Regions from separate parts of the Mus musculus genome. Here regions 1, 3, 4 and 5 are each linked to region 2. Evidence: chromatin contacts called from public Hi-C and promoter capture Hi-C data. All regions are on one chromosome and are shown on one strand. The core of a region is the stretch at or near the end of the contact, and the rest is flanking DNA. Distances in the headings are between cores, read along the strand shown. Region 1 holds the start of Myb (myeloblastosis oncogene). Region 2 holds the start of Ifngr1 (interferon gamma receptor 1). Region 3 holds the start of Hbs1l (Hbs1-like (S. cerevisiae)). Region 4 holds the start of Hebp2 (heme binding protein 2). Region 5 holds the start of Ccdc28a (coiled-coil domain containing 28A).

Region 1 (5,413 bases), core at 2,643-5,142, 1.6 Mb before region 2:
TGTGTGTGTGTGTGTGTGTGTGTGTGTGTTCTGAATGGACAAGCTATATTATTAGAACAGTGCATTTGGAATATTGATTTAACACATTTGTCAGATAGATCTCAGTGGAAGGAGCCTGAAAGAGGCCAGTTAGCTGGTCCGAAGGAGAACAGTCAGTCCACTGAGACAGGAGGGACAACCACGATGTGTCTATTTCTGTAATTGAAGGATAACAATGCGCTTGACCACCACCATCTCTGGAGGTTCCATACCTTGCTACCGTTGGGCCCCCTTCATTGTTAAGATTAAAAGGTTTGCTGGGAATCAACATGAGGTTTATCTCAAACCTATGGATTTCAATTATATATGCCACAGCTGTTCTTCATTAACTGACAGGACCAAGAATTGTCTGTACTTTAACCATTTGGTATTTACTGTAATTATTTCTCTTTTAATGCTGTGAGCCAAATTGGGTTGAGGGGGTGGGAAATGTGGGTGGTAGAGACATGGAACCCCTGAACCCAGGGCTATAACTAACATTGATAACGTGCGTCTTTGAGATGCTGATTGGAGTTATTAAAGATCGGAAGCAAAGCACCAGGGACTCGGGTCTTTTCTGGGCATTTCTTCCTTTAGCCTTCCTCCAGTGTCAAGAGGAAAGTAAAACCGATTCTGAGACCTGCCCGTGTGAGGGAAAAGCACAACAGCTTGCAGGGGACCAGAGACTCCTTTTCCTCTGTGTTTCAGATAAGAAGCTGAAGTTCACCATGGTGGGAAGGCAAACAGGTTGTTGCAGCCTTCTTGGTCGCTGACACTAACTTTACTATGAAGACAATAACTTTGAGCTGTGGATAGCAGGACCACTGGGCCCAGGAAACATGGAAGGCTCTGGAAGAAATCCAACAAAGAAGAAATGAGCCTGTGGAAACAGCCAAGATCATCATAAGTGGTCCCGAGATTTCTCCCAGGGACAGCATTGGACACTTGTTAAAAATGTGAATTATCTGGTATCATCCCAAACCCACTGCAGTGGAAGCCGTGAATTTCTCCTGGGTGGATTCGGTGATTCTGACGCACATTCAGGACTTCGGATCAGCATGGCCTGCAGGTGGACAGCAAACATTCAGGGTGTTTGTTTGTTTGTTTGTTTGTTTAAGGTTTTTGTTTGTTGCACATTATTAGAGCTTAGAGAGAAAGAGGAGACAGCAGAATAAGGGAGAAATATACAGTATAGCCATCAAACCATAAAACACTTCTTTTTAAGATCTCGTCCTTTACAGAAGCATTCTCTTCCCTGTGCAGTGCATTACAACCCAAAGTTGCATCTATTGCATCCTGCCACAGAGAAAATACCTGACTTAGGAAATTATAAACATAAGTAAATAAAAACTGAGAGTGAGCCGGGCAGTGGTGGCTCACACCTTTAATCCCAGCACTCGGGAGGCAGAGGCAGGCGGATTTCTGAGTTCCAGGCCAGCCTGGTCTACAGAGCGAGTTCCAGGACAGCCAGGGCTACACAGAGAAACTCTGTCTTGAAAAACAAACAAACAAAAATCTGAGAGTGACATAAAACATAGAGTTGTCATCTAAGATGCATTTGCCAAACTTATGAGTGGAAGGAGAAATGTATGAACACAGCTACAATATGCATTCTGAAATATCTTTAGAAATATGTTTTCACCCAGACAGAAATTTTGATAGTGACACAATTATTTTCTTCCGTAGCTTAAGCTAGCAATAGACCACAAATGATAGTAAAATGACTGGGCTGTACTTTTTTTTTTAAATTAGATTATGTCTGTCCTCCACACTTATTACTTTGACACATACGAGGGGGGAATATAAGACTGTATAGCAAAATAACTTGGAGAAATAAGAATATTATGAATTCCCAAGCCATGTACATACCAATGTACAAAACCACTAAAGAAATGATAAGTGTTTTTCTACTTAAAAGTTCTTCCTTTTCTTTTTTAAGAATCATAAAACATAACTGTACCTCTTCAGAACTCTGTGAAGGAGGCTGTGAGATCAATCATCTTAGCAAGGATTCAAGAGGCTCAGGAATGGAAACCCTTCCATTTAGATGCACAGAGTAACACCCAGACAGACTGCTGTCCCTTGAGAGGTGAGTCCTTCCTAGATGTTTGTCATAGACTTGGTAAGTACTTATTGTTAGTGCACAGAAAGTTCATTACAGACTCTACACATAAGTATTGGCTTCAAATGTGTATTAAGTTGCAAGAGACTTGTAACCATGCAGCAGTGTGTCACAGTAACTTTCTGCTTTCTTCTTATTTTAAAGAAACTGTTGTAAACCCTTAGGAGCATGCTCTGAAATGTCTTCATAAAGATTAAACGATATAGCTAATTTTAAGAAGCATCGTTTCAAACACCAGATAAAGTCTTGAAACTCAGCTTGCTTCAACAATTTAATAAAATTATGACTCATTTCAGTAAGAACATGCTTTTTTAGTAAGAAAAAAAAAGCTTTCTGAGCTATGTTTGAACCCCTAAAGCACTTGGGACACTCACACACCCAGTCAGCACAAGTCTTGAACTCCTAAAAGATTAAAGGCAAAATAAATTGGTGTGTATTGAGAATGAAAAGAAAAATCCCCAAGGGTACTGATTTATAAACAGAAGTAACACTGAAAGTCCCCTGAAATCCCCCAATCACCAATCCTTATAAATTCAGCACTTTGCACATCGCTCCTTTGGGAACCTGTAGTTAAAGTTACAGGGATACCTTCGCTGACTTGTGGCTGGTAAACTCTTCAAATTACACCCAACAGGGTCCTTACTGTTTAGCTCAATGGTTCTCAGCCTTCCTTTAAAGGGTCTCAGCTGCGACCCTTTAATACAAGTTTCTCATGTGGTGGCCCCAAACATAAAATTATTTTCATCAGTATTTTATAACTGTAATCTTGCTACTTATGAATCATAATGTAGAGATCAGATATATATCAAACGTACAAGATAACAGTCGAGCAATCCCAAGTGGGTCGGGACCCACAGGTTGAGAACCAGTGGTATGGGTTTGGTTTAAAAAAAAAATGAATCAGGAGTGCACAAGTTCCTGAGAACTGCTAGGGGTTGTTTGTTTGGGATCCAGTAGGTTTGTCCAGCAAGTGTTTGACGCAGGACCCAGGACCCGAGCGCACTCTGCAGAGGCAGAAGTGCGTGGTAGGCACCTCCTAGGGTGGGTGGGCCCGGCGTGTGTCTAAGTGAGGGAGGAAGGGCTTATGACAAAAAGCCGGTGGTGTGTGGGCTGCAGGATCTGGGAGGAGATTGAAAAATGAGCCCGGGGCTCGATCTGTCAAAGGCTGTAGCCACAGGGCTGACTGTATTTAAGTATCCTTTGTCGCTTACCAGTGAATTAAAGATGTCCCTTTAAAATTAAAACATGAAAAACTGGACCTAGTCAAAAATCGTTGGGGGTTGGGGAAGTACGCTCACTCTATTCAACCGATCATCCCTCACACTCTCTGCTCCCGGGTGTGTTGAAGTCGGGGCGCAGTTGAAACCCTGAAGGCAGAAGTGTGTCACCCAACCCCATCGAGGTGCCCTTGAATGGAAGCGCTGCTGATTCGGGCTCGGGAGCCCCGGAGCCTACGGAGAGGAGCGACCGCGTAGCCCCGAAAGCGGTAACAGCGGGACCCGGTGTGAGCCGGCGCCACCCGGCCACGGAGCGGGGTTTGCGCAGGAAAAGGCGCCACCGCGGCCCCGGCCGCCCCTCCCCAGCCCGGGCTCCCCGCCCGCCCGCCGTCCCGGCCGCGCTGCGCGCCAGGAGCAGCTCCGCGGCGCGAGAGGCGAATGGGAGCGGCGGCCAGGCGGGCTGCAGCTCGGGCGACCGCGGAGGCGGCGGGCAGGGCGCGTGCGCACTGCAGGGGCGCCAGATTTGGCGGGAGGGGGAGTGTCCAAACCTCTTTGTTTGATGGCATCTGTTTACAGAGTTACACTTTAATATCAACCTGTTTCCTCCTCCTCCTTCTCCTCCTTCTCCTCCTCCTCCTCGGTGACCTCCTTCTCCTCCCCTTTCTCCGGAGAAACTTCGCCCCGGCGGTGCGGAGCGCCGCTGCGCAGCCGGGGGAGGACGCAGGCAAGGCGGAGGGCAGCGGGAGGCGGCAACCGGTGCGGTCCCCGGGGCTCTTGGCGGAGCCCCGGCCCGCCTCGCCATGGCCCGGAGACCCCGACACAGGTAATGGGGAGGCTGAGAGGGCGGCCTCGGGCTAGGGCGCGCGGGGATCCAGGCATCCCGGAGCAGGTGGGAATGCCTTCCCTGTTGGTTTGCGGGGCTGTCAGCCAGTGGCAGAAGACACTCGGGAGAAGGATGAATGGAAAACTCTGCGAGAAGCGCACGGGTATAGTGGGAAGCATGCCCTGAGGCTCTTTTTTATTTTATTTCCCTTTTTCTTTCTTTTTTCTTTTTCTTTTTGCAAGTTGCTCGGGGATTCGTTTCTCTTTGGGGGGTGGGGTGGGGGGGGGGCTCGGCACTCTTCAGCCGAGGACTGAACGGTTCCATCAGACCCGAGGAGCCCACCAGGTGTTTGGCTTGATGCCCCGAGTGTCGGCGAGGGAGTCGCAGCCTAATTGCTGCATGCATTGAGGTGTGTTTGCACTTGAAGAGCATATGGCAGATATAGGGAAAGGCCGGGTTGTTTAGTAGCTGCAGGTAGTTCATTTAAATTTCATTCATTCATTATGGAGGCGAGAGAGGTGTCAGCTGACAGGCAGGCAGCTGCAAAGATTTTAGGGGGACAAAATGGGTTTGCAGATTGTTTTAAACCCAGCCGTTTGAAGATTCTTGTACTTGTTATGGAAGAAGCTTTTGCAAACACTGCACGCGCCCGCGTCGCACATGTCACCGCACCGGCCGAGATGATGCGTGCACTCTCTTTCCATTTTGGCCCCACCTTCGGGAAGAGGGATCCTCTCGGAACTGTCAGTTGCTGGCGCTCAAGTCCGGCCCGACTCGGGGTTTCCCGAGGACACGCCGGGGCTCCCAGAGAGCAACAGATGCGGGGCTTAGCTCGGTGGCGGTCGCCACTCGGCGCAAAGTGCTGGAGGCAGGCGGCACCCAAGGCAGCTGCAGTGCACCCCGGGCGATGTCGCCGCTCTTCTCCTGGGCCGCGCACACGTGGAAGCAGCTGAGGTCGCCGCTGCTCCCAGCACTCTGCTCCAGCTGCTTTTGGTGGCCCGCCTCTGGCAAAGCCACCGACCGACCGACCCTAAGGAAGATTCGGGGGGGGGGGGGGGAGTCCGCGGAGACACAGTCTATCCGCGCCCGCCTTTCCACTCGTGGTTTGATTTTCGCTAAACAATCTGTTCTCTCTCTTTCTTTCCTTTCTTTCTTTCTTTCTTTCTTTCTTTCTTTCTTTCTTTCTTTCTTTTTTTTTGGGGGGGGGGGGGAGCCATCAGGACCTGGCCATGC
Region 2 (5,165 bases), core at 2,083-4,582:
GCTCTCAAGCAGTTACTTTGTTCTGACCAAAATCTCATTCTCATTATTCGAACAATTATGACAAAGCCATTTATTGCTCATCTAGTTTGTAAAAATTTACACTGTTGCCGTGTGTTGCTAAGTTTTGGATATCAGTTTTTAAAAACTTTTATGTGCTTTCAATCTCTAAGAGGTTTTGTTGATGTTGTTTGTTTTAGAATCAAAATGTCATCTTTCAAAATCTGTAGAGACTGTGAATCAGAAGTTTACACTTTAATCTTCACTTTAAGCAAAAGGAATTGGTGTTCTGGCCTGGGGCTATAATAATCCCAGCACTCAGGGAGCTGCACCAGGGAGCTCAGCTTGAAGCAAGTTTGGGCTACATATGAGATTCCACTTCAAGACAGAATACACAAACAAATAAAAACAGCAGAGGGAACACGACAAAAATCTAAGGAAATGCATTATAAAGTGCTGGGGTACAACACAGAAGGGCATAGGTGTTACCATAGCGGGTGCAAACTATGAGGTCACACAGAGGAGGATCTAAAGTAGAGGGAAGTACCTGGCACTAGGTTTAAGGCTCTGCCCTGGGCCAGGCAGCTGTGTTCCTCTCTCCACCCACACCCAGTCAGAGTCCAACTGACCCCACCTCCTCAATATTCCTGCAAGCTTTCCCCTCTCCTCCATTACACAGCCACTCCTCATGGCATCTCCTGACACTTGAGCTCCCTAATGGACTCTCTCCCTTAAACTACTCAATATGATGATGCCTGGCACTTCTAACTAGCATTCTCTAACCTTGCACACCACTCAGCGACACCAACCATGCTGGGCACATTAGATTCCTGGCTTGGGCCCTGAACTTTGTTCAGGAACAGTGTGCTTCTCCTTCTGAGAATTCCTCCACACCACACCTTTCAACAATGTCCTTCCCACTTGGTTGGCACCCAACCAAGCTAGGGAAATGAGCCTTCCTCTGGGGTTTTTGTTGTGACAGAAGAAGTTGCAAGATTTTAAAACCCAAAGGCTACCAGCACACACCATTCCTGCCAAATAGGGAATCTGTCAATAACCAGGACAACTAGAAATAAAAAATGGTACATGGTAGCTGCTGCCTCCTCTTCCTCCTCCTCTTCCTTCTCTCCTCCTCTTCCTCTTCCTCCTTCCTCCTCCTTTCTTCTTCAGTTTTGTTTGTTTGTTTGAGATGGGGTTTCCCTGTGAAGCCCTGGCTGTCCTGGGACTCACTCTGTAGGCCAGGCTGGCCTCGAACTCAGAGATCCACCACCCCTGCCTCCTAAGTGCTGGTATTAAAGGTGTGCACAACCACTGCTCATCAGTGGTAGCTTTCTTGTGTTCCAACTTCCCGAAGCCAAGCTGGTATCTCATTCTCTGAACCAATAACCTTCTGTTTTGGGTTAAGCCAATTAAAGCCCCATTTCCATTCCTTGATATTAATACACAACAAGAATTCCAGTGGTTTCCTATTTCTCTCCTGCCACACAGTCTGTTAAAACTCTCCCACTAGTTGAACATACCACTTCATATCCCTGCAAGCACATTCTCTCTAAGCCTCTGGTTCTAAGCTACATCTCTCTGAAAAAGTCTTCCCAGAGTCCCCTGAATGAGGTTAGGTACCCAGTCTTGATTTCCAGCAGCCTGAAAGTAAATTCAATCTCTGATCACAGTGTACTTCAATGGACAACAGGGACAGGCGACTCCCCCTGGTAATTGCTGGCAGTGGGATGGTTAAGAATTTGTACTCTACCACCTAGTAAGTGGCTCCTACCACTTGGGCAGCCCCGTGTGCCTCACCATGGATGCAGATACCGGTGGCACTTTTAGTAGAGGTGACTGTAGAAATAGATCTGTTATGTGAAAATAGACAGTGCCCAGCATTCAGTAAGTCATAACTATAATTCATCTACCTAGCCCTTGGTACCATGTCTATCCTAAGGGATGTCTAAGGATTTGTTTGCTTAATTTTTTTCCATACATGCATCCTATATTTAATTTAAAATTTTAAATTATGAAAGCACAAGATTTTAATAAGACATTTTCATACATATTGCATACATACCATTATTGCTTCTGATTCATTCCTTAGTTGCTCCTGGCTCTCTGTTTCTGGTCACCTGCCTCCCCCAAGAGTCCTCTCTTCTACATTAATGTCCCATGAGTTTTATTACCCTGCTTTTGCTTGTTTTAAACTCTTCTTCCTCAAGATCTCTTCCTCCCCTCTCATGATTTCCTACACACACTTCTCTGGGGTTGATTTATCATAAGAAAACATGGTAATTGTCTTTTTTAATCTGGCTGTGTAACACAACTAACACTTTTTCTGATTCCACTGTTCTGCAATTATGATTTCATTTTTCTCTATAGCTCAGTGGAACTTCAGTTTGAACATGCACCTCATTTCCTTCATCTGACATCTAGGTGGTTACATCCTAGCTACTGTGAAAATCAGGTCAAGGCAGGATTGGAATCTGCACGCCTAACTGAAGCTCCTGGAAACCATAGGAGGGGTTCAGAGCTGGAACTCGCCTGAGAGTTAAAGAGGTCTCCCCATGCCTTCCAGCAGCTGGAGATTGGGAACTTCTCAGATACTTACGATTAGGGACTGGAAGGGCATGAAAAGTTTTATTGCTGTCTCTAGAGCTCTAATCATAAAGAGGAACTATTCCCAGCATATATGTCCTGGGAATATATAATCATTTGAAATCAAAGGCTCTGAGGATTTAAGCTACGAGAAGAACCCTTGCATCTCAACACTTAAACGCCAGACTAACAAACAAATCAGAATCTCTTAGTATCCGTTGGCACCCCTTTTCCTTCAGAGGATTCCGACTACAGATTGAAAATAAAGTCTGTAAGTCATACACACAATGCCAAACGCTGCCGTGGAAACTAACTGTAAAACAGACCACAGATTTGTGTTGTGTCGGCAAAGAAGAGGCGAAAGCGGCGTGTAAACCGCGGAGCCCCCGGGGCCCCTTGGGGCTGCCTTGCCCAGGGCGGCGCAGCAGGAACGCAGGGACTTCCCAGCCCGGCGCCTCCGGCCTGGCCTCCCGCCCCAGCCCGCAGCGGCTCGGAGAGATTACCCGAGGGAGGCTCAGGATCCTCAGTGCTCGTCAAAGCTCCACTCCCGACCTTCGCAGACAGCATCAGGACCACCAGCAGAATCATCCTGCCAGCTGCCGCCTGCGGGCCCATTCCTGCGCGAGGGACACCTCTGACAGGGGACCCGCGCTGCCCGTGGCCTGGCCTTGGCGTCACGTCCGCCGCAGACTAGTCGCCAAGTCCGCAAGCGGCCTGCCGGGGAGCTGGGTGGGGCCAAAACCAAAGCTTGAGAGACCAGCCTGGGACTGAGGGGCGTGGCTTAAGTGGGAGGCGGAGCCTCACGGGGCAAAGGGTTAAAAGGCAGCTCTTCAGGGGCGGACTCAGGGCGGGGGTCTAGCCAGAGAGGCGGGACCAATACGCAATCTCTTAGAGTTGATTGGAGGTTGGGAGTAGAGGTGGGATGTGAGGCGGGGTCTATACAAGGAGGCGTGTCTTGGCGGGTCTAAAGTGGACTAGGACATGGTTATAGGCGAGGTCTGGACTGGGGAGCCAGGCAGTGCGCTGCGTGGGCGGAGAAGTTTCACTAAGTTGGAGAAGGGGTGGACTAGCCTGAGGTTTGAAACTGTGGGCTCTTCTCTGTATTCAGGACCTGGACTGTGGATACGTTTGAAACTCTGACCGGAACCTTACCTTCTTCAGCCTGACACTACCTTCCTCAGTTCCTCATTCTGGTTATGTAGTAACCTGGGGTTGGAGATTTTTGCCTCAGTCCACAACCAGACACCATGCTTATCTCATCCCTCAGCATGAGGCGTGTTGGAGCCTGAGGTGTTAGAGAAGTTACAAAAATCCTTCTCCAGTTCCCACCAGTTTTGTCCGCGGAACTTAAACTTCTGGTTTTCAAGACAGTTTGTTCAGACTCCCACAACGCAAATCCAATGTGCTTGGCTAGCACTTTATTCTTAGCAAAAACAAACTACCACCACAAAAAGCACATGCCCATTTTAATGATGAAATGTCAAAGGGCGGATCACTAAGTAGTCTTTCATCAAGAGATCGTCCCTCTTGCCTCTCTGACCGCACCGGTTAGTTTAAATCTCTCTCATTCCCCTAAATTCACTTTAGTGACCTTGCACTTACTATAGACAACACTCTTGTGCTGCCTCACTCGCCTCAGCTCTCTTTTATCACCATGTCTGCAAGGAATTTGAATGCAACCCACTCTCCCCTTCTCTTTACTCCACTTTATTTTTAATAACACATTTGCACCCCCTCCTACAATATGCATATTGATTTGATTTTCTCTGCTTCCTAGAATGCAAGCTCTATACCGTAGAGAGAGATACTGGCATGACATTCTCTGAGTCTTCCAAGCAAAATGTTATGAAGACATTCTGCAGACTTGGAGTTACCAGCTAAGGCTTGTTATTTGTCTTGATTAATTAACGAATTAATTATGCTAATAGCCCAGCATTTCTCAGACTTTGACGTCAGGATAAATCTTGGTGACCTTGTGCAGGTTCAGATTCAGTACATATGATTCAGGTTAGACTTCAGTTTTCTGCATTTCTGAAAAAGGTACACAGCAAATGTCTCACCCTTGGTGCTACAGATGTGAGTACTTGGAATAAGAGTTTGGGTGTGCATCTGATATGCACCTCAAGAAAGGCATTTCTGGTCATTGTATGGCACAAGGATAAATTACTGTACTTTGCTGTTTAGGAATATAGAGTAGGAGAGACCGCACCATGCGGCTTGCAGATTTTGTTGTAGTTGAGACTCCATGTGCCCCAGGCTGGCTTACCAGGAAGCAGATTATGAAGTGATGGAAACAGTCCTTGAGAAGTGCTGCTGGGATAAACCTCTGGGATAAACCTCTGGGATAAAAGAGAGGTAGCTAGATCTGATTGTGAAGACATGTCAACCTCACACATTGCTCCAAAGTGGGGATGGCTTTGTAGAGTGTCCTCCATGGGTATAGGAAGTGAAGCGGCAACTTCCCAGCACTGAATACAAGCCAGAACAGGACATGATTTGTGGCTTCCATGCCTTTAGCATCTCCCACTAGAAGACTGGCAGCTGAGGCTGATTACTAGCTGCGCTCCTGCTGGCTGGGAGGGAAT
Region 3 (5,417 bases), core at 1,412-3,911, 1.7 Mb before region 2:
CCTGGCAAACGTTTTTAAGTCCCTGGCATACACGGACCACTAACTTAATGTGTTTATAGGTTAACAAATCAAAGGACTTTAAAACTGCAAGGAACATATATAAATTTATAGCAGAGGCTACTATGGAGACACTTCAGTACTTAAGAGAAGAGCACACACTCCCAGTTCTCTTAATGCCAAAAATCTCACAAACCAGAAAAGGGTGATCACAGACTCCACGAAGATTAGGCATCATGAAATACGGAGCATATGGGAACACACATGAGCAAAATGAGAACTTCCCCAGGAAGAGAACATCCAAACCAACTCTAACGGACAGAGGTAGCCAGTTTTCTAGGGCATGCAGGCAGCAGGAACAACATGCTTAAAGGCCAAGACCAAGGGCTGTGGCAAAGAAAATTTGTGTGACTGCTTTAACTGGATAAAAACATGTAAGATTAAATTAAATCAGAATGTAATCCCAAATTTAAATTTCACTCATAACCCCAAAACATACATCTTTAGATATTATAAATCACTTTTGCTAGTTCGGTGAACCTCAAGCATGACAATATACAAATATGAAGAGAACTCTTCCCGTGGTCTTCCTAAAGTGCTTCACTTCTTCAACAAAACATTGGAGGGATTTACTACACGTAAGGTATCCCACCACGCCTGAAGCAGACATACAATTAAAGGCTGTTAAACTATGGGAGAGAGTCTGCAAACATAGCTCGGCTGCTCTCCCTTTATGCACAGTCCTAGGTTCCAACAGCACTGTATAAACCAGGCCTGCCAGCCCATCATCTGGTACTTGGGAGACAGAATCAGAGGCAGAAAGATTATGTTCATCACCCTTGGCTATACCGCGATGACAAGTCCAACAGGGGCTACATGAAACTGTCTCAAAACAAAAACCTATAGATAGAGGCAGTCCTGAAAAGTACTTGGAATTAAACGGTAAAGTAACGCAGGTGTTACACAGAGGAGCCAACAGGTTTTTTGTCCACAGACTAACTCTAATGAAATTAGAATACTTTTGTGAAGTTTTAATTACTGAAAGCCCAAAAGGAAGCCTAACTGGGAAGAAGAAAATGGAAAATGAACTTTTATGAACAGGAAGGGAGGAACATCCCAAGACAGGCTACGCTTGCTTATGATGTCACTGATTGTTACAAAGGAATCAAACCTGACCTCAGGTAGCCAAGGTAAGAAGGTATTCGGCACTCAGAGGCTACACAGAAATCCCAGCCCTTCCCTTCTAATTTAGACCCTCTCTTTTGCATCGTTTCTATATTACTGTCATCACACTGTGGAATCTCTCATGCTTTAACCAGCTGTTACTGTAAACAGTCCTCATGTGTTAAGCAGTACCCTTAAATAGTCAATTATCACTGGCTGAGGAAATATATTGGTAATAAATGTCCCTTATTTCACAGCTACACAATCTCTTCCAGACTAAAGTCATTTCTTAGTGGTAGTGGTCCACCAGGCCTTTTATACAGACACTATGTATTCTTACAGTGAATGCCTGCCAAGTAAGATATTCCAGGCAGACTGGGTCAAAGTCTCCAGATGCAGCCCAGGTTGTTGGTTGGTCAAACCTGTTGAGGACACTGAAGCTCACAATCCCCCCAAAGGGGGTGTTAATAACAACCGCCTGCGTAAACATTGCATCTTCTCCATTTTAAAAAGCAGCAGGTCTTTAGGATTCTTGCATCACTTTACATTTGTGTTTATTTTTAGCTTCTGTGATGCTAAATGATGCTTATTATCATCCACTCAATGCCAACAAACTGCGAGTCCCTTTTTCATGACCTCCCCGCTGGTGTTATTTTTCCATTTCCTTTTTAAAATCAATCTACATTAAGCACTGTTTGCCAATAACTGAATTTATACACCTGAACATCAGCAAATCGACCCAATTTCTTGAGCCCTTTTAAACAAGAATCTTTTCTGTTTCTCACGTCCCCAGTTTTGAAATCCGTTGGAAAAAAATGGAGCAGTCAAAAACGCAGGGACACGGGGACAACGAAATAAATCTGACGTTTGTAGTAGGCCGGCCGCAGGTAAGCGCTAAGCCAGCCTCTTTTCTAACTACGGCCTCGTGGGCTTGTCTGAAGGAGGGCTTATGAGACAGACGTCAGGAACTCATTGCGGGATCCCCGCAGGAAACAGGGAAAGAAGAGGTGACGCTTGGATACGAACAGCATCGGATCCCGACCTCGCCACACCTATGGGCCCTGGAGATGCTACACCCCTGCCCGGTCGGTGAACTAGCTCAGCTAGGAGGCAGACAACACGCCGGCTTCCTCCCCGGGTGTTCCTCTCAGGTCCTGCTCGCTCTCCGCCCGCTCCCTCTCCGCCGAAGATCCCATTGCGAGCGTGGCTCCGGGGTCCATGCTCGATTCCAGGGAGATGTAAAGCGGCCATGGAGACAGCTGGAAGAGCTAAGGTCACGGCCGGCGCGGCCTTACCACCCACCTTCATCGTAGTTATATCCCCGGACGTTCCGATGCCGGGCCATCGCGCACAGACGGCGCCTGCCGCCGTCCCTTCCAGAAAAACTCGGCTCAGAAACCGACGAGGCGCAGACCGCGGGCGGAACACCTCTGCCGCGCCATCTTGTCTTCCGCCAGGCCTCTGCGCCGAGCGTCCGCGCATGCGCGACGTCATACCTGCGCACTTGGCGACGGCAAGCTCTCGGGGTCACTGCGGGCCTCCCGGGAACGCGTGCGCGCTCGCGAACTGGCGGGGGGGGGGGGGGGGCGAGGTCCCGCCCACAAGCGAATTGACTGACGTGGACTTCAAGGCCAGAAATGAAGCAACCAGAGGGTTGTTGAGCGGGATCCTTCACCTACACCGGTTTTCAGGATTATTTCCCAACTTTGGTTTTTGATCATCTGAAAAGCTGCCTATTTCGCTCAGTAAAAACAAGGACTTTGTTTCAGCTTTTAAGCCTTAGTAAACACTATAGGCAATCAATAAACGTGTAAATTTGGCATAATAATTAGTCCAAGCTGTAGAGGGAACTTTTTGAATGAGTAATTTTAGCTTTGAAATGTAGCCACACTGGGTCAATATGCTTCGCATGTAACTCATGGCTTCAGGTATGGGCTCCATATTAAATTCATTAACAGCTCTGGTAAACAACTGTCTGACCTTAGCTTTGTAAAATATTTCATTAGCACGAATTAATTAAGAAGGAAGCCTTAGACATTGATTGAATACATAAATATGTGAACTTGCTAAGGGTGTTTAGTACAGCTTTTCAGACACAGAACTAGCCTTGGGTGCTTATGATGTAATAATAACACATAAATCTATAACCTGTTATTAAACATCCTTGTTTCATACAACATAAGGCTAATAATGCTGTGTAAAAAACATCAACCTTATTATCACACTGAACAAACCATTTTATTGTAGCTTGTGCTTTCAATGCCAAGACCTGGAATCAAAGGCGAATGTCTAACACCACCTTACTCAGCTTTTCTAATCCACAACAATGAGGATAACACAAATTAAATCCATATTTGTAAAGGGCTCAGATTTGAGTTCTGACTGACTACCCAATGGTGTTCTTAACTCACAATGTTTCATATGGCTCCAAGGCAAAACTTTATAGACAAAAAAAAAAAAAAGTAGATGCTAATTTTATGATTTTTAAGTGTTTTATTTTATACCTTTAAATAATTTCCACATTGCAGCCTATTTCTTTGTAAGTGAAGATATTATCTTATACATTATCAAATTCATAAATAATATTTGCCCATGTAAGAGGACTTAGCACAGGACATTAAGTGCTAAAGAGTACTAAATGTGCTGGACCTGGTGGCTCAATTCCTTTAATCTTGGTACTCTGTAGACAGGGACAGGAGGACCAGGAATTCAAGGTCATCCTTGGCTACACAGGGAGTTCCAGGCCAACCAGCACTGTTGAGACCCTGTCTCAACGTCACGTACATAAAACTTAAAAACCAGGGTCAGCTTCTATCCCACTGTAAACGTGAATGCTGTTAATTACAAGTCACTGATGCGGCTATTGAAGTAAATGAGTTATAAACCGACCACATAACTAGTAGGGTGAATAAGAAAACAATCCTGCCTCAGACATGACACATAACTTGGGTGTGTGGACCAGTCTGTTCTGTATTGATTCCTGAAAATGGTATATTATTTACACTTGTTAGTTTCCCTGGCAAGGTGACATAACTCAGAGTCACCTGGAAATTGCCTCATCAGAATTGTCCTGTGAGGCAATGTCTTGATTGATTGATGCAAAGAGTTTCCAGTCTGCTCTACAGGGCAACCTCCTTAGTAGTGGGGCCTGGGCTGTAAGAGAAAGCAAGCCAAGCATGAGCAGAAGAGCGGGCCTGTAAGCAGTTGCACCTGTAGTTCCTGCTTCAGTCTCTGCTTCAGTTTCTACCTTGATGTCCCTCAGTGATGGATTGTAACTTGAAAGTGTGGGGCTGGTGAGACGACTGATGAGTTAAGAGCACTGACTGTTCTTCCGGAGGTCCTGAGTTCAATTCCCAGCAACCACATGGTGGCTCACTACCATCTCTAATGGGATCTTATGCCCTCTTCTGGTGTGTCTGAAGACAGTGACAGTGTACCCATATACATTAAATAAATAAATCTTAAAACAAAACAAAACAAAAACAAAAACCAACAAACAAACAACCTTGGAAGTGTAAGCCAAATAAACCCTTTCCTCCCATAGTTGTTTTTTTGGTTTTGGTTTTTGTTTTTGTGGGTTTTTTTTGGTCAGAGTCTTTTAACACACTGTACTGGCTGGTTTTGTATCTACTTGACACAATCTAGAGAGAAAGGAGTCTCAGTTGAAGAAATATGTCCATGAGATCCAGCTGTAAGGCAGTGTTAAGTATTAAGCAGGTGAGAGTCTAGCCCACTGTGGGTGGTGCCATCCCTGGGCTGGTGGTCCTGGGTTCTATAAGAAAGCAAGCTGAGCAAGCCAGGGGAAGCAATCCAGTAAGCAGCATCCCTCCATGGCCTCTGCATCAGCTCCTGCCTCTAGGTTCATACCCTGTATGAGTTCCAGTCCTAGCTCTCTTTTGGTGATGATCAGCAATGTGGAAGTGTAAGCTGAATAAACCCTTTTCCCCCAACTTGCTTCTTGGTCCCGGTGTTTTGCTGCAGCAATAAAACCCTAAGACACACAGCAAAAGATAAAACTTGAAAGCTTCCTGTTGATAGTGGTACTGAGTAACTTTGAAAACCATAAACAGGACATATTTTAGGTCTATAATCTGGAATGTTTGCCCATATGTAAATGCCAGTGAAACCTCCAACCCCAATCAAGACAACATATGTAGACTCTCAAGCATTTCTATACAGAATATAAAAATATGAAAATGTCATGGGATCCTTCTGCTCCCACGGCTCCCTAACAAGGCCTTTGGCAACAGCAGATC
Region 4 (5,800 bases), core at 282-2,781, 1.0 Mb after region 2:
TAAGAGCATCTATGCCACCATGCCCAGCCCCAGCTACACTTCCCAGAACCAGTTGTTCCAGGTGGCACCACCCACAGTTTGCTGGGCCCGTCCACATTAATCATTCATCAGAGAGAATGCCCCATTGACTTGCCTACAAACCAATCTGTTGAAGGCAGGTGTGTTCTCTGTTGAAGTTTCCTCTTCACGTATGACCCGGATTTATGCCAAACTGACAAAAAAAAAAAAAAAAAAAAAAAAAAAGCAAACAAAACAGAACTAACTAGCACAGGGGCTTAGAACATGCTAAAGGCTGAGGGGGGAGATCATTAAAAGATGGGCTAGCATTGTAATTGCTGCAAAACTCCATAAATATAATTGAAAGCCATTAAGTAGTTCACTTTACTATTATTACTGATTCTCTGTTTTTGAGGCATTCGGATATAGCTAAGAGGGGGTGGGGGTGGGGCAAGTGGCTTCAATTTTTGTGTGTAGTCAAGGGTCACTTAGAATTTCTGGGTTTCCTGCTTCCAAACTCACAGTTCTAGGATTACAGGGGTACACCACAATGCCTGGTTTATTAAATAGTAGAGGTATGTTAAAACATATACATGTAATTAAAAATAAAACTGAAAAAAATTCCAGCATGGGGGAGGGATGTCTCTGGAGTACTCCTGAGAATTCTTTATCAGTAACGGGTTGCTGGGACCTAGAGACTCATTTCTTTTTAGGAGTGTGAGCATGGGTTTTCAGTGCCTCAGTGATAGACTCCAGCCTAAGTGCATGTGAGTTGAACTAGCTGAATCCAGTGAGCTAAATAAATACTCAAAGAATTTTGGAAGGAAGATGTGATGGGGTGGAGGTGGGGTGGAGAGTGGGGTTTCAGGAGTTGAGGGGAGAGAGGGGCAGGTGGATATGATCAAGATAAATTGTATATCGGTATAACATTTTAAAAGAAAAAAGAGATGAATTATATATAAATTTATTTCAATAAATCTTTTGGAAAAAGTATGAAGCCTAGCCAAAATATCTAAAGAGCACTAGTGTGTGCTCTGGCCCGTCCTCCAGGGCTGACTGGAGGACTCAGATGGTTTCAGTAGCCCAAGACACAACACACACACACACACACACACACACACACACACACACACACACACACACACACATTGCTCTCCCCAAAGATGCTGGGTCTCCATTGACTTTCCACATTGAGCAAACCTGAAAACTGTGGGCCCTGGCTGCCCTTCTAGTATAAATCAGTCTGCGGATCCCAATTTGGACTCCAGGATCTAAGGGCAGCAGGAGTCAGAGTCCTGAGTGCTAGCTGCTAGAGGTCTTGGAGCTCCGCTGCGAAGTCTTGGGGCAGGCGATTTTCTTTTGTGAGGGTGGGGAGGAAGCTGATTTTGCAGAGGCGCTGGCAGCGTTTTCAATGTAGGGAGAGGCTCCCTGAATGGGTGCCCGGACTGGTTCCACAGAAACCGAGCTAGGAGCTGCTCAGTCCTCCGCCCACCACTGCCCACAATCCAGTTCTGCAAAACATCAGCTAGGTGGGAGGGACTCTGCAGAGGACCTAGATGACCCAGGGCCAGCCGGCCGATCCTGATCAGTCTGATCAGCTAGCTGATCCTGACCTTATCCCTGCAGAGGGGTGTGGCCAGGGCTGGCGCAAGCCTGAGGTTGGTCGCGACGCCGCCTTGTGGCTCAGACCGAGAATGTCCTACGGACCCGCAGTAAGGGCTGCAGGGCCGAGCGTGCGCCGGTGGGGAGGGGACTCAGAACAGGGTGGCCGGTGAACACAAACAGGGCGCGCCCCTCCCAAGCTGCCCTTACTCATGGCAGAGGAGCCGGAGCCAGACCTCGGGGTGGCCGAGGGCTCAGAGGATCAGGCCTTGGAGATGCCGAGCTGGAAAGCTCCGGAGGACATAGACCCCCAGGTAGGCGTCTTCCAGGGCCCGCAAAGATTCATCTGGGCTACTTTACCGTGATATGAAGAGTCCCCTAGAGTTAAGTTAAAATATATATATATATATATATATATATATATATACTATTTTAGATCTGCGCGAACCAGGAGATGCGTTGTTTAGCTGACCCCAGGAGAGAGTCATACATCCACTTCCTGTCCGCGGAGCGGGTGGGGTAGGGAGAAACTGGTTACTACTACACAGACCCAGCGCTTCGATTTAAGAAAAGCTTGTAATCTGTCCTTAGGGCAGTATCTGCTCTCCAACCCGTAGGGAAACCTCAGGAGAGTCCATGCTTGTCCTAAAGAACGGGAACCTCAGGCTAGACCTTGGGGGGAGAGGGTTGCAGCTCTCCTGTATTGGGGACTCTCACCTCCTGACGTTCATGAGTTGCTGCTTGTTCATGAGTTCATGAGTTACTTCTCTTAAGTTTTCTCTGTACCATTTTAGCCAGGAAGTTATGAGATCCGGCACTACGGACCGGCTAAGTGGGTCAGCACTTGCGTGGAGTCCCTGGACTGGGATTCAGCCATCCAGACTGGTTTCACAAAATTGAATGGCTACATTCAAGGCAAAAATGAGAAAGGTAAAAGTAGCCTCCGAGATGCTGCGATTACTGAGTTTTAGTCTCCTGAAGAATTCTGTTTTGTAATAGACGAATAACCAGATGACTGAAACTCTAATGTTTTTATTCACGATTGGCTTCAAGAACTTTAGTGTAGCTACAGTAGAGTGTTGCTGGGTTCTGCTTGTCAAGGTCTATACTTTCCTCATTTTTTTTTTTTTTTCCTAGATGAAATGGGACTCTACCTAGGGAGAAGTCCTTTCCTGTGCCAAATGCCTCTAATAGTGATATCAAGGGACAGGAAAATGCAAGGGCATGAGCCTCAAGTTGTGTGTGTGTGTGTGTGTAATTTTGCAAGTCTCTTCGCCTTAGGACCACAATTTCTGAGATATAGAGAAAAATAATTGGCCCATGTTTTCTGTGATTTCTTCTTTATGTTTAAAAATATAGAATTTATTAACCCAAGAAAACACTACAGAAAATTGTTTAATGTAGAGTAATGTGTCATTCTACCACTACCCCTTTATAAAAGAAAAACAAAAACAAAAAGATGAGACATATCAAGGGTACATATTTATAGTGGTAATGTAAAGGAAATCAAGAAACATCAGCCATAATATGCTAAAATTGCTTTCATTTTTTCCATGACGTAGAGATGAAAATCAAGCTGACAGCCCCCGTGACAAGCTACGTGGAGCCCGGCTCAAGTCCTTTCAGTGAGTCTACCATTACGATTTCCCTGTACATCCCCTCTGAGCAGCAACCCGATCCACCCAGGCCTTCAGAGTCAGATGTCTTCATTGAAGACAGAGCTGAAATGACGGTGTTCGTGCGGTAAGTGGTAGATAATTCACAGCCATGCTGCCTGCCGGCCTGCTGGCTGCTGGTTTTACCTGTGTGCATTCACCAGTCCACAAGCATCTCACCCTTCCATAAGAACCGTCTACTAGATTTCAGGATGTTTTCCTGCTGTCTTGGTTTTAAAATGTCACTGAAGTCTATTGCAAGATAGAATCCATTTATTGAGAAGTCTATTATATATCTTCCACATATAAAACATAGCACAAATTGTATCACTTGAAACATAGGACTATCCTTTCCTACAAAATAGATAGATCTGAACAATAATGCCTTCAAAAAACAGCATATGGTGTCTGTCCTAGTCTGTTTGGGCAGGCACAACGAATACTATAGACTCTGTGGCTTACCACAAACACAAGTTTGCTTTTTGTAGTTCTTTCTAGAAGCTAGGTTCAAGGTCAAGGCACTTACAGTTTTAGTGACTGGCTAGGGGCCATTTCCTGATTCATATAAGCACATTTGACCCTCTTTTGTAAGGGTGATAATTCCTTTCTTAAGGGCTCAGTCCCCCCCAGGATCTAACCACCCTCCAGAGGCTCTTTAAACTATCCCATTTGTGATTAGGAGTTTGATATGAATTTGAGAGAGACAGGCATTCAGTCCACAGCATTCTGTTCCTAACTGAAGAAACTTTGTGTCTTTCTCACTCACAAAAATGCATCCAGTCACATTTTACCAGCCCTAGAATCTTAGCCTATTTCAGCATTGACTCAAAAGACTCATTTAAATAACATTCAAATAAAATCTGGCTTGAGACTCAAAGCATGACTTATCTCAAAGCAAATTCTCTCTAGCTGTGGGCCTGTAAAAGTCAAACAAGCTATGGGCTTGTTTGTACAACATTGTGACATGCAAAGGAGGAACATCCCCTTTCAAATGGAAACCATAGAGAAGGAAAACTAACGGGCCTCAGTCAAGGCTTTAGATCTCTTTCTTGTCTCAAGGCTCTGCCTGCCAGGGTCTATTGGAATGAGATGGATGTTGGATCCCCAAAGTTTTCCTGGACAGGAATTGGGCCCTTGATACCTGACATATCTGAGTCTCATGATTCTGGATACCCCCAAGCCCAGCAAAGTTGTTAGGTTTAGAATCACCTCCTTGAGATGCTACCAGGCTACAAGTGCATACCAATCACTCTTCTGATCTGGTGTCTCCTCTCCCACAGGTCCATTAGGGAAGGCTGTAGTGGGGAGCGTCTGGGGTGGCCCAGCCCTTGCTATTGCCCTCTGCCAAAGTGCATTTGGGCATAAGGAGACATTGTTGAATACGGTAGACATGGGCTTTGCTCTTCTTTGAAAAGGGCAGCCAGACTGATTTCATTTTTACATCAGCACATTTATAATAAAACATATACCAATGAAGCATGCTAAAAATACTTTTTGCTTCTGTTTCTTAACTTTCTGTGTAAAAATCACGGTCCTTGCATGTCCTGTACTTTTGCAGGTCAGTGTGCTAGTGCGATTTAATCCCGGGATGCTTTCTTTTTAAAGAAAAAAATATGTATATGTATTTTAATTACTTAATTGATTGGTTAATTATTTTATTACACTACAGATTTTATTCTCTTCATGGCCCACCCTCCAACTGTTCCACATCCCATACCTCCTCCCTGCCCCTCTCCCCCACCCTCCCTGTCTTCACGAGAATGTTCTCACGCCCCTCCCCAGGATACTTTCATGTGTGCAGTTTATTAAACTTCTATTCTCTTTCCCATTCCTTGTAGCAGCTCTATCCCTCTACTCTGTCCTGTCTCTTTGCCTCTGTTTATATCCAAATCTCAGCAGGTTCCTTTCTGCTCAGCATCCTGTCCATGATCCCAGAAGGCCATGGGCTACTATGTCACGTTCTGGCTTCTGACTTCAGCTCTCATTTTAGACCTCATTTTGTGCCTCGTTCTGACAATGCTTTACAATTTTGTCATTTCCATTTTTCTTTCTTCGTTTGGGAAAATCATCCTTCATTGCAAGACCAACTCAAAAGACACCCATTAGCATGGACTGAATCCTTAGGATTTCTCAGAGCCCTTTGGTCCTCTGTTAGAGTACTTAGATGTTTAGATAATGCTGTCAAAATGTTGACCTCATCCACTGGGCTATGAATGTATAGACACCAAAACTATATCGTGTTTATCTGTAACCCACTGTGTACTCTTTGACCAGAAGAGAAAGAAGGGGGAGGCATTTTAGTGAATGTCTGACTCGGGTCTGTGGACACACTCTTATAATCCCAGGTAGTTGGGAAGCTGAGATAGAAGTTAACTTAAGCCTGAGAGTTTAGACACAGCCTAAGCAACTGAGGCTCCATCTCAAAAGTATGCAGCAACACTAGTAGAACAAATGCAACACAGCACAGTGAAGTCAGGCATGATGGTATTCTTCCATAACACTACATTGGAGTGGATGAGTTATGAGGATTGTGAGTTTGAGTCTTG
Region 5 (5,690 bases), core at 320-2,819, 1.4 Mb after region 2:
AGGTCTCAGCTCCGAAGCAAGTCAATATAGCACCACACTGTGGCCTGCTCCCAAACTGCTTTCCCTCTTTCATTCTTTCATGGCATAATTTTATAAAAGTAGAACCTAGGCCATGACATTCCTTAAAAACCAAGTTGTAGATCAATTCACAAAATACAACCATTCAGAGATGCCAAACAGGAGAATTCCGCCTTTTCTTAAGTTCAAGTTCTTTACCCTAAAAATACCAAATTATGAAACCTAACACGTGTTCACTTTGGAAACTGGAACCATGAATGCTGTATCTGTGGGGGTTTTTTGTTTTTGTTATTTTGTTTTGTTTTTTGGTTTGTTTTTTTTAAGAATTCCAAGTTTTTGGTTTTGTTTTTCCTAATGGAAGAACATCTCATAGTATGAGTTTAAGTACTTAGTAACTCCATTTTTGCTCTGTCTCAATATAATCTCTAGACACAATTTCCTCCCTAGGTAATGGGGAGATTGAAGGACAGGGTCACCTCAATCTAAGAAAGTCGGAATCTAAAAAGTCCCATCTTCCCTCTGAGAAGGCATCCACATCAAGGAGGGAAAGGTAAGTTTTCTTTAGTTTAGGGTTGAGCCTTCTCTCTTAGCCCTCAATTCCTAATCCCGGGGATGAAGTGGGGAGTCAGGCAGCAAGTCTGATTAGCCTTTCTGAATCTCAGAATCATTTCATTTGTTTTCTTTCTTTCTTTTTTTTTTTTTTTCTTTTCGGTTTTTTCGAGACAGGGTTTCTCTTTATAGCCCTGGCTGTCCTGGAACTCACTTTGTAGACCAGGCTGGCCTCGAACTCAGAAACCCGCCTGCCTCTGCCTCCCAAGTGCTGGGATTAAAGGCGTGCGCCACCACGCCCGACCTCAGAATCACTTCTAAAACGGGGATTTTGACATTACCTTAAAGGACTGTAGTGAGGTAAAGTGGGACGAGTGACACATACCCGTATGAGAAGCGCAGGCAGGAAGATCTCAACAACATAACCGGTTCCTGAGCAGTGTCGGCTATACGAGACTTGGTCAAAAAAAGGCAAAGAAAACGAAGAAAGACTGATAGACAGACAGACAGGTACACAGAAAACCTAAACGCACTCACCCCACCCCCACCACACCCAACTGCAATGCTTGGATACTGGCTATTTACAGAATCACACTTGGCGGCACAGCATCAGGGATGCTGAACCCAATACCGCTTCTCAAGCCAAACTAAAAGCAGCCAATCCGAGGTGTGGATCCGCCGCAAGGGGACAATAGGCTCCGCCTTCGATTTGTTCGAAAGGCATGCTGGGAATTGCAGTGCATGGGGCGGTCCTTCACCGAGGTGGCTGGCCGCTTCCGGTGAGGACAATATACAGCCAGTTTCCATGAGGCCATGAGACAGGCAGAAGTGGAGTGGCCAACAACAACTCCTCTTTCCCGCAGCCGCTGGAGCCATACCTGAAGGCGGCTATGGGAAGACGGAGCCCAAAGCAGAGACGCGAGCATCGCTAAGGGACCTGGGAGAGGCGGGGCTTTTCGCCTCTCGGAGGGCCCCGCCCAGATTACGTCACTTCCGTAAACAAAGGGCGCTTGCCTGGGTTTGTGACCCAGGCAGACGAGCTGGGCTCTTGATGCAGCCCTGGCGGAGGCTTTGAACGCTCTCTTACTTTTCCTAGCCGAGGAAGGGTAACCACAGCCTTTTCTCCCTCCGGTATGTAATGGGGTAAGGGGACCCCGCAACCTGTTCATTCGAGCCCCTCAGCACCTGCTCTGGTCACCGCTGAGTGTAGATGGGTCATCGCAGGGCTGGGTTGCGGAAGGGAAATGAATGAGGCAAAGTCCAGAGGCACCTCTGGTGATTCTGGTTGGCAGCGAGGCCTGACATTCAACCGTGAGCAGTTCGTCCCCTCTGGAAAGGTCCCTCGTGTTTGTCATACAAGAAGGATTTCAGGGTCTTGTGACAGATGTTATCTTTCAGAAAAGAGGACATCGCAAGCTTGGTCCCTCGGGGACCATTGGTTTATTGGCGATGCTTTATGTATTAACTGGTTTTTGCTTTTTCCTCCTCTTTTGTTACCAAATGTGTATTAGCATCCATAGATTTGAAGGTTAGCGTGTTTATATGTATCACCAATTATACAGATCCTCATCTCTTGGAAACCTGCTCCGTCATCTTCAAAGTTTTATTTAATCTGTATTACAGCTAAACAATTCCCGAATGACTCAAGTGGATTCGCTCTTGGTATCTGAGACAAGAGACTGAATGCTGTACCCTTTTCCAAGAAAAACCCACATCAGCTAGCAAAACAAAAATAAATTACCTGTATAATTCCCGACTAATTCTTTTAGGAGTGACAGAAGTCAGTTTCAGTCTTTTAAAATAGTCATGGCAGGACTAAATTCAACACTTTTAGATTTTAAATTTTATTAGATGACTGTGTACAGGTGCACACTGTGCCCCTGGAGGCCAGAAGAGGGCACTGGATACCTTGGGACAGAAGTTACTGTCATAAGCAGCATTGTTGGGCCTGGAAATCAAAAGAGACCTCCGAAAAGAGTAGTCAGTGCTCTTAACTGCAGAGCCATCTCTTAAGCCCCACAGTATTTTTTAAACGACCAGAGATCCTGAGTTCAATTCCCAGAAACCACATGATGGCTCACAATCATCTGTAATGGGATCTGATGCCCTCTTCTGGTGTGTTTAAAGAGAGTAACACTATACTCACATACATAAAGTAAATCTTTTTAAATTCATAGTGCAGTTAACGATTTGAAGGGGGGAACAGGTATGCATTTTCTGACACTTTTTTGTGATAAATTAATAATAGAATTAAGAAAATTCAAATCGAAAGAGCTAGACTTGTGGCACATGCCCATCCTTCCAGGACTCACTCAAGAGCCGAGGGAGAAGGATCATCACAGGTTGGAAACCAGCGTGGCTTACGTAGTAATTTCTCAGCCAGCCAAGGACATAGAGCAGAATTGTTTTTCAAAAAGAAAAGGTGAAGCTGTGCACACTTTTGATGCCTTTAATCCCAGGAGGGATAGAGCTATGCCTTTAATGAGTTCGGGCCAGCTGAGTCTACAGAGCAAATTTCAGGTCAGCCAAAGCTACATAGTGACACCTTGGGGGGAGAGAGAGAGAGATATCTAGGAGTGGTGGTTAATAGCATGTAAATAAAATGTATATTATGTAAGCCTTCAAGGTGCAGCTTAGTCCGCTGGTGCCCTGATTATACATGTATTTGAGTATGGTTTAGAAGGGAGATCTAAAGGCCAGATAAAGGCCCAGTGAGGCTGAGGAGTTACATGGGCGATTTGTTTATACTGGTCACTTATATAATGGTGGCCTCTTGAGGTTAAGGGCTTTGGCTAATTCATTGCTGCTTTCCCAGGACTGACGACAGTGCCTGGCTTGTAGAAGAGAGACAGTAGATACTTAGAAGATGTGTGAATAGAGAAAATGCTTTTTAAAAAATTATTAGACAGGGCTGGAGAGATGACTCAGCGGTTAAGAGCACTAGCTGCTCTTCCAGAGATCCTGAGTTCAATTCCCAGAATTGAACATGGTGGCTCACAATCATCTGCAATGGGATCTGATGCCCTCTTCTGGTATGTTTAAAGAGAGTAACATTATTGTCTTAGTTAGGGTTTCTATTCCTGCACAAACATCATGACCAAGAAGCAAGTTGGGGAGGAAAGGGTTTATTCAGCTTACACTTTCATACTGCTGTTCATCACCAAGGAAGTCAGGATTGGAACTCAAGCAGGTCAGGAAGCAGGAGCTGATGCAGAGGCCAGGGAGGGATGTTCTTTACTGGTTTGCTTCCCCTGGCTTGCTCAGCCTGCTTTCTTATAGAAACCAGAACTACCAGCCCAGAGATGGTCCCACCCACAAGGGGCCTTTCCCCCTTGATCACTAATTGAGAAAATGCCTTACAGTTGGATCTCATGGAGGCATTTCCCCAACTGAAGCTCCTTTCTCTGTGATAACTCCAGCTGTGTCAAGTTGACACAAAACTAGCTAGTACAATTGACCCCTTGTTAACTTGACAAACACATCACTAGTAAGCCTCAACCCTTAGTTCTTATTCATCCCCAAGATCTAAACAACTTTAAAAGTCCCACAGTCTTTACATATTAAAAGTTCTAGTATCTTTTAAAATACAAAGTACTTTAAATTTTAAAGTCTCTTAACTGTGGGCTTCACTAAAAAACTTCCTTCAAGAGGGAAAAATATCAGGGTACAGTCACAATCAAAAGCAAAAATCAATCTCCAACCATCCAATGTCTGGGATCCGACTCATGATCTTCTGAGCTCCTCCAAGGGCTTGGGTCACTTCTCCAGCCATGCCCTTTGTAGCACACATGTTGTCTTCTAGGCTCCAGCCACCTGTACTCCACTGCTGCTGTGGTTCTTGGTAGTCATCTCATGGTACTGGCTTCTCTAAAATGTTGCTGTCTTCCACTGTAACTTGGCTTTAACAATAGCCTCTCATAGGCTCTCTTCACGGTGCTAAGCCTCAAATCCTTTGCATGACCCCTTCAGTCCTGGGCCATCAATTGCCACTGAGGCTGCACCCTCACCAATGGCCTTCATTGGCCTATCACAGTGCTGAGCCTCAGCTGCTCTGTGTGACCCCTTTATGCCTTCAAAACCAGTACCACCTGGGTGACTCTTACACATTACCAAGTCCCACTGTAGCATGAGGTACAACTTTGGTTATCTCTGGAACACGGCTTCTGTGCTCTCAAAAAACACTTCCCAGAAGATGTCACCTCGATGATGCTGTTCTCTTCTTAATCACTGCTAATTTCTTAGCTCCAGCTAACCAGCATCAATAGTCCCAGTAATGCAAAAGTTTCATTTTTTTTAAAGATTGACTTACTTTATGTATATGAGTACACAGACACACCAGAAGAGGGTATAGGATTCCCATTACTGATGGTTGTGAGCCACCATGTGGTTGCTGGGAATTGAACTCAGGACCTCTGGTAGAGCAGCCAGTGCTCTTAACCATTGAGCCATCTCTCCAGCCCAAAAGTTTCGTTTTAGTAGTTCTGCTATCTTGTTAATCACAGCTGATTCTTCAGCCCCAGCTAACCAGAACCACAGAATATTCCCAATCAAAATAGCAATGGCCCTGAAAAGCGTCTTTAATTTTCCCTCTGAAATTTCACAAGCCAGGCCTCCATCTTCTGCACTGTTCTCAACATTATCTTCTAAGCTCCTACACAACATCTGACAAAGCTCTTAACAACGAATGGATCTTCAAGCCCAAAGTTCCAAAGTCCTTCCACAGTCCTCCCCAATACATGGTCAGGTTGTCACAGGAATACCCCACTATGCTGGTACCAATTTGTCTTAGTCACAGTTTCTATTCCTGCACAAACATCATGACCAAGAAGCAAGTTGGGGAGGAAAGAGTTTATTCAGCTTACACTTCCATACTGCTGTTCATCACCAAGGAAGTCAGGATTGGAACTCAAGCAGGTCAGGAAGCAGGAGCTGATGCAGAGGCCATGGAGGGATGTTCTTTACTGGCTTGCTTCCCCTGGCTTGCTCAGCCTGCTTTCTGATAGAACCAAGACTACCAGCCCAAAGATGGTTCCACACACAAGGGGCCCTTCCCCCTTGATCACTAATTGAGAAAATGCCTTACAGTTGGATCTCATGGAGGCATTTCCTCAACTGAAGCTCCT

The links. Promoter capture Hi-C pulls out the DNA fragments that hold promoters and counts their contacts. Hi-C and Micro-C count contacts between places; a contact is called where the count stands out from the background.
Region 1: a promoter capture Hi-C map of embryonic stem cells shows a contact between it and region 2, with 5 times the contacts expected there. The contact joins the promoter of Myb here to the promoter of Ifngr1 in region 2. A contact is called at or near these places in 4 of 39 promoter capture datasets (embryonic stem cells, liver, neutrophils and 1 more).
Region 3: a Hi-C map of muscle stem cells shows a contact between it and region 2, with 3 times the contacts expected there. The contact joins the promoter of Hbs1l here to the promoter of Ifngr1 in region 2. A contact is called at or near these places in 3 of 39 promoter capture datasets (the 3T3-L1 cell line, liver and pre-B cells) and 1 of 484 Hi-C or Micro-C datasets (muscle stem cells).
Region 4: a promoter capture Hi-C map of hippocampal neurons shows a contact between it and region 2, with 4 times the contacts expected there. The contact joins the promoter of Hebp2 here to the promoter of Ifngr1 in region 2. A contact is called at or near these places in 2 of 39 promoter capture datasets (hippocampal neurons and liver).
Region 5: a promoter capture Hi-C map of liver shows a contact between it and region 2, with 6 times the contacts expected there. The contact joins the promoter of Ccdc28a here to the promoter of Ifngr1 in region 2. A contact is called at or near these places in 3 of 39 promoter capture datasets (hippocampal neurons, liver and pre-B cells), 1 of 484 Hi-C or Micro-C datasets (uterus) and 1 of 115 datasets of contacts at active chromatin or transcription factors (microglia).

Annotation. Positions count from the first base shown.
Region 1 is chr10:21,159,463-21,164,875 of GRCm38.p6, reverse strand. It overlaps Myb (myeloblastosis oncogene), which reads left to right and starts at 3,892. Exons shown (of 16, transcript NM_001198914.1): 1 at 3,892-4,180. The coding sequence starts at 4,158.
Region 2 is chr10:19,590,116-19,595,280 of GRCm38.p6, reverse strand. It overlaps Ifngr1 (interferon gamma receptor 1), which reads right to left and starts at 3,332. Exons shown (of 7, transcript NM_010511.3): 1 at 3,084-3,332. The coding sequence starts at 3,195.
Region 3 is chr10:21,293,223-21,298,639 of GRCm38.p6, reverse strand. It overlaps Hbs1l (Hbs1-like (S. cerevisiae)), which reads right to left and starts at 2,661. Exons shown (of 18, transcript NM_019702.2): 1 at 2,464-2,661. The coding sequence starts at 2,506.
Region 4 is chr10:18,541,807-18,547,606 of GRCm38.p6, reverse strand. It overlaps Hebp2 (heme binding protein 2), which reads left to right and starts at 1,531. Exons shown (of 4, transcript NM_019487.3): 1 at 1,531-1,913; 2 at 2,394-2,529; 3 at 3,162-3,342. The coding sequence starts at 1,812.
Region 5 is chr10:18,230,860-18,236,549 of GRCm38.p6, reverse strand. It overlaps Ccdc28a (coiled-coil domain containing 28A), which reads left to right and starts at 1,569. Exons shown (of 6, transcript NM_144820.4): 1 at 1,569-1,698.